Linked DNA regions of Mus musculus: all the other regions are linked to region 1. Evidence: chromatin contacts called from public promoter capture Hi-C data. All regions are on one chromosome and are shown on one strand. The core of a region is the stretch at or near the end of the contact, and the rest is flanking DNA. Distances in the headings are between cores, read along the strand shown.

Region 1 (4,818 bases), core at 1,371-3,870:
GCAAGTTCTCTGGCTACCGCCAGGGGGAGACAAAGGCCAGGCCAAAAGCGTGTGTGGGTCGCAGGAAAGCCCACTACGATTCACACAGAGGGGCTGTTTTTCTCTGTCTTCTCTCTAGGGAAGGATTACTGACCCGATTCAGAAAGAATTCTGTCCTTATACTTGGGCTTAGAGAGTTGATCACTATCCACTCCTTCATCTATCCCCAACACACAGTTTAGCAGAAGTCAAGGCCCTTCCTTGAGGGAACCACGACTCCCTGTTCTTAGCTGAGACTCCACCTCAAGGCACCCAGCTATGTGCATCCTGTTCATATCCTGGGCTAACCTGTGCCGCCTTTCTCGACCACTTCTAAATAAAAATTACACAGTGGTCATTCAAAGTACAAACTTGCTGTAATTAGGTCTGTGTTTGGGGGTAGGGGAAGGGCAGGGCAGAGAAAAATGAAATCACCAGGGTAGAGGTGGGGAGGACTGATAAAATCAGACTCAAAGGCAGCCAGGGGCAAAGAACATGCATACTGCCACTATGAGTGTTTTCTTCCTGAGAAAAACTGAAGCCAACTGTCTGATAATGTCAGTGGGAAGCCAAAGACTGGAGAGAGAGAAAAAAAAAAGCTTTAGTTTTATTATTCAGTGTTTCTGGGTCAGTTTATCTATCACCTTTCGGCATCACCCAGCTTCTGGGCTCTTCACAGCATCCACAGTGTGACTGCAAAGATGGGCCACGCCACAGAACTGGGGTCTATTGACCCCTGGACTCCAGTATCAGATCATGGACAGGGATGCTAGCTGCTCCCCTGAACTCTGGAACCACTCTGGCTCCCATCTATAACCAAACTCTAGGGCTCTCGTGCATCTGAACCCCTCTCCTATTCCTAGACCATCAGACCTCTTCAGTCATTCCCGGCCCTCTCCCTGAGGCAGTACAGTGAGAGCAAGGAGGAAGAAGGCAGGAAAAGTTGGTGAGATGCTTACCCTGCTGGGAGCTGAATGACACTCCTCCATTACAGAGGAGAAGGGGGTGGGGCGGGAAGAGGGCATTCTCAGAACAAACATGGTGGCACACATCTATAATCTTAGGAGGCAGAGGTAGAGACAGGATGAGCACAAGTTGGTGGCTAGCCTGAGTACATAGTAAATTCCAGACTAGCCAAGGCTACATAATGAGACTTGGTCTTAAAGAGGTAGGGGGAATGGCTTAGCAGGCAAAAGTGCCAAGCCTGATAACCTGAATTCAATTCTCAGCACCCTGGAAAGAGAGATCCAGAGAGAGGGAGCGCCCCGTCCCGGGCTGTATGCTCAGGATCCAGAAGCAGGGTCCTTCTTTGTTTCCCCCACACTATTACGTTCCCAAACCTTCCTTACTCTAACAGGTACATACACCTCTGCTGGGAAGAGGCAGAGTCACAGCACACTTCTACCCTCAAGTGTTTAATGAGCCCAAAACATGAACCTGTCGTATTTTTGTTGTTGGGACTATTGACTGTCTTTCTGATGAAGATACTAGAAACCTCAGATTTGGTTTCCAAGGTGAGAGTCACACCCATTATCCACAGGGCCATTCATGCCTGGTGAAACCTTGCAGCCTGGTTCTCCACCCCGGTACTACCCTTGGTCCTCCCACGCAGGAGGGCAGCACTTCTGTGCTGGAAGTATATTTTTTTAAATATTTATTTATTTATTTTATGTATATGTGTACACTGCAGCTGTACAGATGGTTGTGAGCCATCGTGTGGTTGCTGAGCCATCTCTCCAGCCCGTTGAAAGTATTTACTATCCTTCCCGGGTGGCAGCCGGGAACCCCTGTGGTAAAACAAACAAACAAACAAACAAAACAAAACAAAGAAAAAAAAACCAAAAACTATGCAACTTGAGAATCTTCTAATACAGTGGTCTGCTTTTAGTGCCTGGGAAGCACCTTAAATAACACTTGATTGTACTAACAAAGAACTGGATTTTATACACACACACACACACACACACACACACACACCACCTCCTTTTCTCTTTCTTTCCTTTGAAGATGTGGTCTGGCTAAGTAGCCATTAGCAGGTCTGGAACCTTGTGTAAACCATACAGACCAAACTTCCTCAAACTTTCAGGCAATCTTACCTTCCCATCTCCCTACCCCTGCTGTGCTTTTCTTTCTTTGTTTGGGTTTAGAAGGTTGTTCGGTTTGGTTTGAGTTTTATTGTTGTTTGTATGTATGTATGCTTGTTTGTTTGTTTTTTTTGTTTGTTTTAGATAGGGTCTCACACTTAACCCCTGCCTTGTCTCCGAAATTCTGGATTACAGGTGTGAAACCCTGTCCGAGGTCTGAAGAACTGAATTGTAAGATTTAATGAGCTCGGATTTAAGTAACAGCCTACTGCTGGTCTAAATGAATACTACTCCCAGATGCAACGCCTATCCCCATCCCAAAATACCACCTACCTCCTTGAACTACTAGACTAGGGGCCACATTCCTGAAAGTTTTAGTGACCTGCTATAATTGATGTGTTTTGCTCAAGGAACTGTCCCTGAAAAGAGAGTCGGTGGGCTTCTATTCCTGACTTGCTGTGCGCCACAAGAGGCCGCTGCGGGCCAGCTGTGCCCAGGTTCCCCGCAGAGCACCCCCACACAGTTTCGAAGAAGCCGGCGGTGCCCGCAAAGGCTGGAGTAGCGAGAACGACTCCCAGTCTAGCGGCTGCGCGCTCCTCAACCTGCAGACCGAAAGCTCGGGAGGACCCGGCCTAGCCCCGCAGAACTGGTGGGTGCTGGACCAGAGCATCTAGGTGCTCTAAGCCGGAGACTCCAGCTTAGCCAGAGCCCCTGCTCTCCTCGGGCGCAACAACTTTGACGATCTATCGCGGACAGAGCTCAAAACCAGACAACACCTAAGCTGGCCACTCCCTCGAAGAGCCCGATTTGGAGAGTCTAGATGCCAAGCTCAGAAGCAGCGAGGACCTCAGGCCAGAAAGTTGAACCCGGGCCACTGCTGTGAAGCAGGTGGGTACCAGGAGTAAGAATAAATGCTAGAGGGAACAGAAGTAAGCAAAAGCAAGATTTAAGGTTCTTGTTGACCTCTTGTTGCTATGGAGGCTGCTCTCCCAGCCCCATCTTAGCCTGAATTAAGGATTGGGGAAACAGCTCAAGGAAACTGAGGCAGACTATGGATGCTGACGAACAAATCCCAGAAACTCCCTTCTCCTGTACCTTTCCAGGAGGGAATGAATAGAACGCCAGAGAGCCCAAGTCTCCCATCTTCTCCAGGTTCTCTGAGCACTGGAATACCTAGGAGAAATGTGTGTGTTGGATCAGACACGGTTAGAACTCAACCAGAAATAGGATGTCCCCAAGAAAAGAACGAATGGCATTTGCAATGGTCAAAATGAGGGTTCCTGGCATAGCCTGAGAAAGAAGACTTATGAGAAAGGAGGTTCATCTAGAAGTGTGGGGACACACCCATGCCCAGGGGACTGGCCCCACACACCTTCCACCCCCACCTGCATTCCCCTCGATAGGCCCTCCCTCAGATCACCAGCAATGTGCTTCAGTTTGACTTCTCACTGGGGACTGAATGAGGAAAGGCCTTTGGCAGAGAGTGGAGAAGCTCTTGTGGGCTGTGCACGGAAGCAGAGACCTGTTGCCGTGCAAGGCTAGCCCTCTGAGGTGGGGCTGAGACACAGCAGCAGAATTCAGCCAGTTTCAGAAGAGTCCAGGAAGCAAGGCTCAGGATGGGTTGGTTAGAGGTGGAGGGAGACACAGAACTGGGAGACCTGGGGCTTCTTCCCCAGCGGTCTCTTCTGGGACAAAGCTGGCAGACTCCACCCCCTTTTCTGACCTTAGCTCTATCCCAAGACCAGAAAGATGACAGCACCGATTCTTAGACCCTCCCACCCCTGCTTCACTCCTAGGAAAAAGAAAGCCTATTCACTCGTCTCAGGGTCACTGCCCCCACTGCTCTGTAGTCTGAGGGAGGAGGGTAGGGGAGCAAGGGCAGATTCCCAGAGCAGAAATGGCTGCCTTTGCCTTGGGACAGCCTAAGCTGGAGTTCCTCATCCTCCCTTTCTCTTACTCTCTTCCAAGCTTCCTCTTAGCCCCTCCAGGGGTCTGGTCTCTCTCCATTCTGAACAACCGCCATATTGTTCATCAGATGGAACAAGTCTGAGACCAGCAGATGAACAGGCAGAGGCCTGAAGACCCCAGGAACAGTAAGTGAGACATCTGGAGATGAGAATTGAGGAGAAGACTGCCCCTCCAAGGGAGCAGCTGTTTCCTTCTTTTTGGCCCCTGGTATTCCTAGAACTGTGCTGTCAATTGCTGGGGACAGTGACCAGGCTAACCCGTGGCCTCCTGGGGCTCTTCCTGTCCCCTTCTGTGGCTAGTTTCTCTCAGCTTCTTTTTGTTGCTACTTTTCGGGTTTGGCCTCTGGTTCTTACCCACTTCTGGTACAGATGTTGGAGGTCTTGCTTGGTTCATAGAAGACAGGAGGAAGAGAAAGCCTCAGGCAGGCTTCTGGGTCCTGACCCATGACCCTGGCCCTTGGGCAAAGCTTTCAACTTCTAATGGGGGAGGAGGTGGTCTTCCTTCCTTCCTTCCTTCCTTCCTTCCTTCCTTCCTTCCTTCCTTCCTTCTTTCCTTCCTTCTTTCCTTCCTTCCTTCCTTCCTTCCTTCCTTCCTTCCTTCTTTCCTTCCTTCCTTCTTTCCTTCCTTCCTTCCTTCCTTCTTTCCTTCCTTCCTTCCTTCCTTTCTTCCTTCCTTCCTTCTTTCCTTCCTTCCATTTATTTATTTATTTATTTATTTATTCATTCATTCATTCATTCATTCATTCATT
Region 2 (4,818 bases), core at 1,166-3,665, 2.9 Mb before region 1:
TCAAAATTCTTTCTGTGACCTGAGAGATTGCTCAGTTAACAGAGACGCGCGTGCGAGCACACACACACACACACACACACACACGTACACACACGTACACACACACACACCCCCCTAGCCTCACATTTCATATGAAGAATTCCAACAAATACTTAAAGTGAGCCCATGGACAGGCAACCACTCTTGCTACACTTCTGTAAACAGTCAGGCCACATTTAGTCTTACCTGATTATCTTTAGAAATGGGGTGGGGTGGGGGGGCGCGGAGGGTGTGAGCGTGACCTGGGAGTGGTAGCACATGCCTTTAATCCCAGCACTCGGGAGGCAGAGGCAGGCAGATTTCTGAGTTCGAGGCCAGCCTGGTCTACAGAGTGAGTTCCAGGACAGCCACGGCTACAGTGAAACCCTGTCTCTCTCACACACAGAAAGAAAGAAAGAAAGAAAGAAAGAAAGAAAGAAAGAAAGAAAGAAAGAAAGAAAGAAGAAAGGAAGAAAGAGAGAAAAGGGGGGAGGGGGGAGACTGGTGTATAAGGCCCAGGGTTTAATTTCAATTCCAGTAACATACACAAAGTTATTCCATCAAACTACACCCCTGTATCTGTAACCCATGTGTTTAGGGCCAAAATGTTGGCTTTTGCATCTCCACTAATTCAGGCTTCATCACTAGTCTTCAATATACCCAACAAAGACACAAATGAAGAAGGAGATAGAGGTGGGGGGAGGAGGAGGAGAAGAAAGAAGGAGGAGGAGGAAGAAGGAAGAAGGGGAGGAAAAGGAGAACAACAACACACAAAGATTTCATCGATGTGAACATTGTAAAGAGAAACACATAAGGTGTTTACTGATCCCAAATCTGTCTTTGGGGAAACTTACTTTAGATTTAAATAGAATTAGAATTGAGATTGAGGGCGGGAGATAGGAAAATTCCAGCAGACCTGGGCAAGTGTGGTCTGGTTATCATCCTCTCAGTGTTGGTTCTATGAGATGGTAGAAGTCCTTTTTACTTAAGGGACAAGCTGGTTCTCAGGAGTTGATTCTTTCTCCTCCAGGGTGCACAGGCCATGATAGAAAGAGCTGTTCGTCATCCGGGGATGCTGTGTTCTGTGAGGCTTTGCCACTCCTGATGTCTAGAGGGTTGAGGCCAGTGACCAAGAGTCTTGTACCTGCTTCTTGGGGAGGGAGGTTTCTGGAGGAGGACACTGTAAAAAGTAACATTAAAACCATCTTGGTTACTCCTATGTGTTTGGCACTCAGACGTGACGGAGAATGAGGTGAGAGGCCACCATTTTTGGATGATTGCTCTTTGAGTCAATACAGATGTGAGCAGGTAATTCAGAGTAAACGAGACAGCTACAAAATGAAGGCAGAAAAGCAAGAGCCACTTCTAAGGGATTATTAAACACACCCTCATTTCCCCATGATTTCTCTGTTATATTTTCAATTTCAGTTTTATTTATTCATTTGTTTATCTCCCCCATGTGAATGTAAACTCCACGAAGACTAGAATCCTATTTTTGTTCATTATTATATCCTTAAAAGTATTTGTCAGTGGCTTGAGGACAGATACAACTTCATACTGTTATCCTTAGCCCCCAAGAGTCTCTCTCTCTCTCTCTCTCTCTCTCTCTCTCTCTCTCTCTCTCTCTCTCTCTCTCTCTTTCTCTGTCTCTCTCTCTCTCTGTCTCTCTTCACTTCAAGTTCAAGACAGGGTTTCTCTGTATAGTCCTGGCTGTCCCGGAACTCACTTTGTAAACCAGGCTGGCCTCGAACTCAGAAATCTGCCTGCCTCTGACTCCCAAGTGCTGGGATTAAAGGCGTGCGCCACCAACGCCCGGCTTTTTCCCCTGTTTTGATAAGTGAGATTATTAACGTGGCTCCAGAGGTGTCTTGGATGGAGTTATAATCTGATAAGTAAAACCAGGAGTCCCCAGGGTTGCACAAGGTGTTTCTTACAGAGTCCTACTGACTTGGAGGTTTTTCAGCTGGAAGGTTAGAGAAAAGCCACAACCAGTTGTTAATTGTACAGAAATTCTTTGCTAGGAAAACGTGTCAACTAGACCCATGAGTCAGGAATTGCTTTCTTTAATGATGTCTCCCTAATTTCCCCTTTCATCCTGCCTCACCTTGAACAGGGAGGGCTCTAAAGACAGGCAAAGCGATGATAGACAACGAATTAAAGTGTTAAGTCTCATGGATAAAAAAGACATCTAAAGGGATTCCTGCGAGCCCAGCCGCACGTCTCCGGCTTAGTTCCACGGGAAGGAGGGAGGGGAAACTAAATGACAAAGCCAGGAAAGACCTTGGGAGGTGATTGGCAGTTGCGGCTTTCGACACACGCAGCCACACTGAATATGGCGATTGGGGAAATTTCCTGGAGGAAATCACGCGAGAGTTGCCTGACGGGAGGCCGTCCGCGAATTGAGCCGGGGGTGTGGAGCAGCCAAGATGGAGCCGGCAGCCGCCGGTCCCGGCCCTCTGATTGTGAACAACAAGCAGCCGCAGCCGCCACCTCCTCCGCCGCCTGCCACCGCGCAGCCTCCTCCTGGGGCGCCGAGGGCCGCCGGAGGCCTCCTGCCGGGGGGCAAAGCCCGCGAGTTCAACCGCAACCAGCGCAAAGACTCGGAGGTCAGAGCTGCAGGGGGGCGAGGCTGGCACCGGGCGGGTGACAGAGGGGGTCCCGGGAGACCGGGGCGGCATCCGGGCCCAGCCGGGCTTCCCGACGGCTTGACAGGGACCCTGGGAGCTGTCACTTTACCGGGAACCGTGCAGTTAGCTAGGCTGGCAGCCGCCACAGCCCCGGGGAGGAAAGCCCGGAGCCCTGTCACCAACTCTGCTGCGGCCGGGGGAAGAAGGTCCCCGAGCCGGGGATGGCCGGTCGCCCCCGGGGGCGTGGCCTGAGGCACAGCCCTCCTGGGGTGCAAAATCGGTGGTCTGCTGGCTGGTTAGCCCCTCATCCTTTCCGGCCTCTGATCTTAGCAGGGTGGTGGGCCACGCCAGTTGGCAGCGAAGGGACCCAGGAGAGTTTAGCGGGCGCTTAGAACAGGGCTTCTCTCTCTAGTGCTGCTTGGCCGGCCCCAGGTTGTGTGAGTAGCAGAGAGAGCACATTGTGGCTTCCCTCCGAATTTTAGTCAGCGCTGGATCAAACCGCGGCCAGACATTGCCAAGTATTTTTGCATGCCCAGTGAGCCCAGTTGCTGAGCTGTGAAGGGATCAGAAGTACACAAAGGGCGCCGGATTCTCCTCCTTGCTAGTGAGCTGCGATTCCCTTTGCCCGCGCTGTCTGGAGCTATTCACCTCGCCCCAAGTTAAAATTCCTCCCACTGCTTCCGTTTGCAGAATTCATGAATGAACACACACCCGTCTCGTCGCAGCATTTCAGGGCTTCCTCATCAGCACATTCATTCCCAGAGCGCTTACTACGCAATCTCCTCCACCTGAGACAACTTCCAGTGTGATGAACAGCCAGGCACTTACCGAGAGGGAATTCCTCAAATTCAAATTTGATGCTTCAGCTAGTACCAGATACTAAAGATAGTGTCTTTAAGCCTAAGAAATCAGTTCCCTCCAAACATTTTGTTGTTGTCGCAGGCTCAAATTCTGATAACTTATGTCACAAAGGAACAAGCCCAGAGTTGAGAGGATGAGTTTAGAGTGGCTTTTTTGAAAAAGATGGACCTTTTAGGAGCCTTTTGTTGTGGAATGATGGGTGATCAGTGGCTACTTCTCAGTGATCTCTTAAGTACGAAGGAGTATGGAAGTTAAGTTTGTAAGACCTTTAATGACCAGACTTGTCCAGGTTTTCTGAAGAGAACCCTGAGAATTGAACTACACCTTCAAATTTCTCTTTTTAAATGTTTGAGTGGACTGGAGAGATGGTTCAGTGGTTAAGAGAACTTGCTGTTCTCTCAGAGGATCCCAGCACCCAAGTTGGGCCGCTCACAACTGCCTATTAGCACACTAGCTCCTAGGGATCCAGTACTGTCCTTTTGTCCTCCATGGGCACATGTATACACACACAGATAAACACATAATACATTTAAAATAAGTGCTTTAGGGATGGCGGGATAGCTCAGCAGGTAAAGTAGTTTTAAATTTTCCTGAAAAGCCACAAAATAGTCAGATAAATACCCTTTTGTGCATTTTATTTTATTTGTTGTTTGTTTGCTTCTTTGTTTTTTGTTTTGTTTTTGTTTTTGAGACAGGGTTTCTCTGTGTAGCTTTAGCTGTCCTAGAACTCTGCTCTGCAGATGGGGCTGGCCTCAAACTCAACAGAGATTCATCTGCCTCTTGAGTGCTAGGATTAAAGGTGTGCACCACCCCTTATTCGTGTTATTATGTGGTGCTGAGAATCAGATTCAGGGCCTTGTGCAAGGTAGGCAAACACTATACTGCTGAGGTATGTCCTCAGCCTCTATTACATGTTTTTATTTCTCTTCCTACCTTTAATTTCACTGGATTCAACATCTGGAAGGCCCATCACATCGATCTGTGTCCTTGTGTTGGAGGTGCTGATGCTGCACACCCTTCTGGTGACAGCTGAAGTCAGTAGTTTGGGGATCTGATCAGTGCCTAGAGCACAAGGAGGCTCAGTATGTGCCAGGTAAACTTTATTAGTCCTCAAAACTAGCCAAGGCAGTCGAGCATGCTTCCAGTCACAACACTCCGGAAGCTGAGCAAGGAGAATCAGAGTTCAAGGCCAGCCTGGGCTGCATAGTAAAACCTTGTCTCTATAAAAATACACTGGGGGGGGGGGGCTAAGAAATGGTAATGGATTTGGGGGTGAATAAGACCACAATATATTATATAATGGGAATGAAAC
Region 3 (4,818 bases), core at 1,258-3,757, 2.3 Mb before region 1:
TGTGTCTAATGTTTTCAAAATGCTTTGCAAACTTTGAAGAGTTAATAGCCAGATCAGGACATTCGGGGCATTTCCCTTTTGGTTCAAAATTATTGTGAACCTTAAGTCCTTAGGGGAGAGATTCAAACTGAAAGATCAGTCAAAAACAAAATAAATTTATAGTGGGCTTACGCGTCAACGCTCTAGTTAGACTTTCCACCCACATATCCAGAGGTTAGGTAGTTACAATAACTAGTCCGGAAATAATATTGAAAAGTCCACCAGTCAGGAGCTTCATTTAGGTTCCGCCTCCTTTACTTAGTAAAGAAACAACTATCTTTTGATTTTGAGGTTAAACAGTTACTCTGACTCTATAGTTTCACTTCCTCTCAGGATGTGGCTGTAGGGCTCACACAAAAAAACCACGCTTAATGTAAGTTTGTTGGTCACAAAATTAAGAGACAGGGAGAGAGAGAAAAAAAGAGCTGAGAGAATGCAGCCCACTTGCAAAAACAGGCACCTGTTTCAGTATGAAGCAATAGGGAGAATGAAGTGTGCTTCCTCACTTCTTGTACTTTCCTTGATGAGTGGTCTGGAAATGTATAAATCAAGGGCATACACAGACCAAGGGGGCATGTTCCACACAATACTGGGCACAGAATTGGCAACCGTATCATATATTAGACATCAGTGAATATCTTCTTGATGTTGACACAGGAGTTGGGGTTATTGTTCGTGGTGCAAGTGGCTGTGGAGTTGCCCGTTTTGAAGGGGGTCTGCGGGAAGGCGCTGTGGTTCATACCCCCCTCTTCGATCACCATATACTCCGACTTACTCAGAGTGGAGTTACTCCGGGCTTTTCGGAGCTCCTCGGCTGAAGAGGAGAGGTGCTGGCAACTGCCCACGTGCATGTACTGGGCTTGCTCTTCCCCTTCTGTCTCCCGGTGGTAGAAGTAGTTGAAGTTGGAAACAATCACAGGAACTGGCAATGCAATGGTCAAGACACCTGCGATGGCACAAAGAGAGCCCACAATCTTGCCTCCTATGGTCACTGGGTGCATATCACCATAACCAACAGTTGTCATGGTTACTACTGCCCACCAGAAGGCATCCGGGATACTGTTAAAACCCGAAGAAGGGTCGTCTGCCTCAGCAAAGTAGACTGCACTGGAGAAAAGGATGACCCCAATGAAGAGGAAGAATATGAGCAGCCCCAGCTCCCGCATGGAAGCCTTCAGCGTCTGTCCTAGGATCTGCAGCCCCTTAGAATGGCGGGAGAGCTTGAAGATGCGGAAAACCCTTACTAGGCGGATGACTCTCAGGATGGCCAGCGACATGGCCTGCTGCCCATTACCTTGTCGTTCAGCCAGCTCAGTGCCCAGAGTGATAAAATAAGGAATGATGGCCACAATGTCTATCAAGTTCATGATATTTCTGGAGAAGGTGGCTTTACTGGGGCAAGCAAAGAACCGCACCAGAAGCTCAAAGGAGAACCAGATGATGCACAAGGTCTCCACCACGAAGAAGGGGTCCGAGAAGCTGGAGGCTCCAGAAGGGGCCCCCGACGTGCTGTTGTTGGCAGCCTCAAACACGTCCTGCGACGGGGAGGCGGGATAGTCTTTCTCATCGCGAAACTCGGGAAGCGTCTCCAAGCAGAAGATGACAATGGAGATGAGAATGACCAGCACTGACACAATGGCAATGCCCCGGGCCGGCCCGGAGCTCTCCGGATATTCGAAGAGCAGCCACACCTGGCGCTGGAAGTCACGGCGGGGCAGGGGTCGCTCCTCCTCCCGCAGGAAGCCCTCATCCTCACGGAACTTTTCCATGGCCTCCTCACCCAGCTGGTAAAAGCGGATCTCCTCGGAGAAGATGTCGATGGGCACGTTGACCGGCCGGCGAATGCGGCCCCCGGACTGGTAGTAGTAGAGGATGGCGTCGAAGCTGGGTCGGTTGCGGTCGAAGAAGTACTCATTGCGGAGTGGGTCAAAGTACCGCATGCGCCGCTTGGGGTCGCCCAGCAGTGTCTCGGGGAACTGGCAGAGGGTCTTGAGCTGCGTCTCGAAGCGCAGCCCAGAGATGTTGATGACCACACGCTCGCCGCAGCAATCTTGCTCGCCCGCGGCGGGCAGCGCGGGTGGCAGTGGCTCGTAGCGGTCGCAGCCGCCACCGCCGCCGCCACTGCCACAGCCTCCCTGAGGCGGGTCCCCGCCACCGCCTCCCGCCGCCTCTGGCTCCAGCAGGTGGTCCCCGGGCACCACGGTCATGTCTGGCGGCAGCTCGGCGTGGCCGGGGCTCTGCAGGATGCGCGCGCCGCCTCCTGCGGGGTCCGGTGCAGGGTGGGCGCGGTGATGGGTGGAGGGCTGCGGCGGTCGAGCGCGGGAGGCGGCGGTGCTTTCCTTCCCTGCTGGCGGCTGCCGGCCCGAGTCGCTCCTCCTGGAGCTCCCCGCCCCACCGCCGCCTCTGCCCTACGAGCCCGGCCCCGCCGCCTGTTGCTGCGGCTGCCGCGAGGCTCTGTCTGGGCTGGCGCGGCCCGCGGGGCTGCACGGTCCAGACGCCTCCTCCTCCCTCCTCCGCACCCCTCCCCGCGGGGCGCGCGCCCGCCTCTCTGCCACCGCCCCCGGGTTTCCCGCCCACCGCGCGCGCGCGCTCCGCTTCCCGCTTGCCACCCTTGTTCCTCGACCTTCTTTGTCACTGGATCGCCGCCAACTTGCACCCCACTCCCCAGACTCCGCGGAACCCCTACCCAGCCACGCTGGCCTTGGAGGAACCCGGCCGCCTGACCTCGTTCCTGGGCTCTGCTTGCTCGCTCCTGGTCAGCGCGCGTTCCCTTCCCGCGCGTGGTCGAGACCTAATCTCAGGGCTGTTATACCCACGCAAGGACCACACCTCATCCCTCGAAGGGAGGCCTCCTGGCCCTTGACACTTTGCCAAGAAGGGCAAGTTCCACTAGAGTAGGTAACAAAAAGTCCCAAGCAAAGGAGGCATCCAGGCATCCAGACCCTGAATGTCTTGGGAGGAGGGGCTGCAGGCTAGGTTGTCTGGGCTAGTGCAGGATAGGATAGTCTGGGGCCAGCATCCGGATTTAGAGGGGTAGAATAATGCTAAAACCTGGGTGTTGGTGCAGTAAACGATATTTTTGGACAGGAAGCAATGGGTTAATGGGTAACATGGGGTCTCAAGTCTTCCCAGCAGTCTAAAAAGAGGGTCCTTAAAGGCATCTGGAGACCTCATTTTTATAATGGTTAGCTCAGTGCGGGCAGAATCAGGGGCAAGTTTCTGGTTGGGATTAGTGAGGGCAGTGGAAAAAAATAAGAGGGAATGGTAAAGAAAATTCACCACACCTTACTGTGTGACGAACAGGCCCAATACCTAGCGTTTAATTAACACAATGATACCTGCCCTTGCAGTAGGGAACTCGAGAAAGTGTATTTTAGCTGTTAATGTGGGAAAGCCTTCATTTTGCAGATTGTGCCTCTCTTGCTTGATATGGGCCTACAGAAAATATTATCTCCCTTAAACTGTTTCTCTAAATTGTGCTGGTTGCTTTAAACATAATTTCTGTTCCCAGACATTTAGCTACCCCAAGTATAAGTACCAGAGTTACAAAATTCTGTTACCCCCTTGAATCATTGCAATCGTTTGCAAAAGAGGAACTATTGTCTAGACATTCACTCATTCCATGAAGTTAGCTGAAAATTCAGTTTGATGTAAGAGTGATCTGTCGTCATGTTTTTCTTACCCCCTCTCCCAACTACTAAACTATGATAAAGAGGGCTTGCCCAACTTCTGTTGTTAGCAACTTGGAAATCCTGGGATCTCAGCATTTGTTTGTTGTACTGAATTCTGCAACAAGTGATGCTTTGTATTTATTTCTGTCTGCTCTGGGGAGATATTTCTTCTTTTGAGTTCAGGACCCTATTGTGATTCCTGGGCTGGGGAGCGAGGGAGAGCTGAGCCAGCAGTCCAATCACCCTACAAGTTTCTAGAGCAGCATTTGGGGGTGTAACAAGCACCAGGTTTTCGTTTGTTTGTTTGTTTGTTTGTTTGTTTTTGTTTTATCATTCCTTCATGTTTCGCTTTACAACCATCTGAGTGCTGGGCACTGCAGAGAGTGGAGTCTATTGTCAGATGAAGAAACTGGGAAACCATTTAAATCCCTCTTAAATACACAGTTTCAGAGCAATCTGTTGTGCAATGGTCAGCTTCTTATTTTAACCAGTGATTAGGGGAACAGTTGATGAATATTTACATATTTATTTTTGTAAATCTAAGATTGGGAAAGACGGAGTGTCACAAGGAGAGCTCACTGAGAGGCAAAGACCCTATTTTTAAAGACTGTTTCTTGCACTTCTATGTCTGACTGGGGAGATGATTTATTCTTACTTTTGCAGGAATTAATACTGAAATTAATATTAATCAAAGGCAAAGGAGATGAGAGCAGAGGATGGTCCCGTGATGGATGGTCACACGTTTCTCCCTGCTGTAAAGTATCTCTCTTTCAGAATGCCTATTCTCACTGCTTTCATCCATTTGCTTTGTCTGGAAGACCTTGATGGCCTTATTAGGACAGCCCTTATCTTAGAATTGAGATCTAGAGAAGTTTAGCAGTTTAGCTCACATAGCTGGTTAGTGACAGGGCTGGTCCTAAAATCTTGGATCGGTCCCAAATCTAGTGTTTGCAGTATTATATTACACTGGGAAACACTCATGCTGATCACCGTGAGCACTTGATAAATACTGGATTTCAAAGAGCAGCCTATTTGCCTCTGATTGCTGACTGTTCTCTTTCAATTCATATTTATTTGAACTGAAAACCAGTGCCTTTTGATGGCTACT

What was found. Promoter capture Hi-C pulls out the DNA fragments that hold promoters and counts their contacts.
Region 2: a contact with region 1 is called in a promoter capture Hi-C map of liver, with 6 times the contacts expected there. The contact joins the promoter of Strip1 here to the promoter of Tafa3 in region 1. A contact is called at or near these places in 4 of 39 promoter capture datasets (the HPC-7 cell line, embryonic stem cells, hippocampal neurons and 1 more).
Region 3: a contact with region 1 is called in a promoter capture Hi-C map of pre-B cells, with 4 times the contacts expected there. The contact joins the promoter of Kcna3 here to the promoter of Tafa3 in region 1.

The regions. Positions count from the first base shown.
Region 1 is chr3:104,775,349-104,780,166 of GRCm38.p6, reverse strand. Tafa3 (TAFA chemokine like family member 3) reads left to right here and starts at 2,620. Exons shown (of 7, transcript NM_183224.3): 1 at 2,620-2,990; 2 at 4,071-4,195.
Region 2 is chr3:107,629,307-107,634,124 of GRCm38.p6, reverse strand. Strip1 (striatin interacting protein 1) reads left to right here and starts at 2,415. Exons shown (of 21, transcript NM_153563.2): 1 at 2,415-2,624. The coding sequence starts at 2,445. It overlaps Gm10961 (a long non-coding RNA gene), which reads right to left and starts at 2,524. Exons shown (of 3, transcript XR_375960.3): 1 at 2,123-2,524; 2 at 935-1,198; 3 at 1-19.
Region 3 is chr3:107,033,851-107,038,668 of GRCm38.p6, reverse strand. Kcna3 (potassium voltage-gated channel, shaker-related subfamily, member 3) reads right to left here and starts at 2,507. Exons shown (of 1, transcript NM_008418.2): 1 at 540-2,507. The coding sequence starts at 2,246. The coding sequence ends at 660.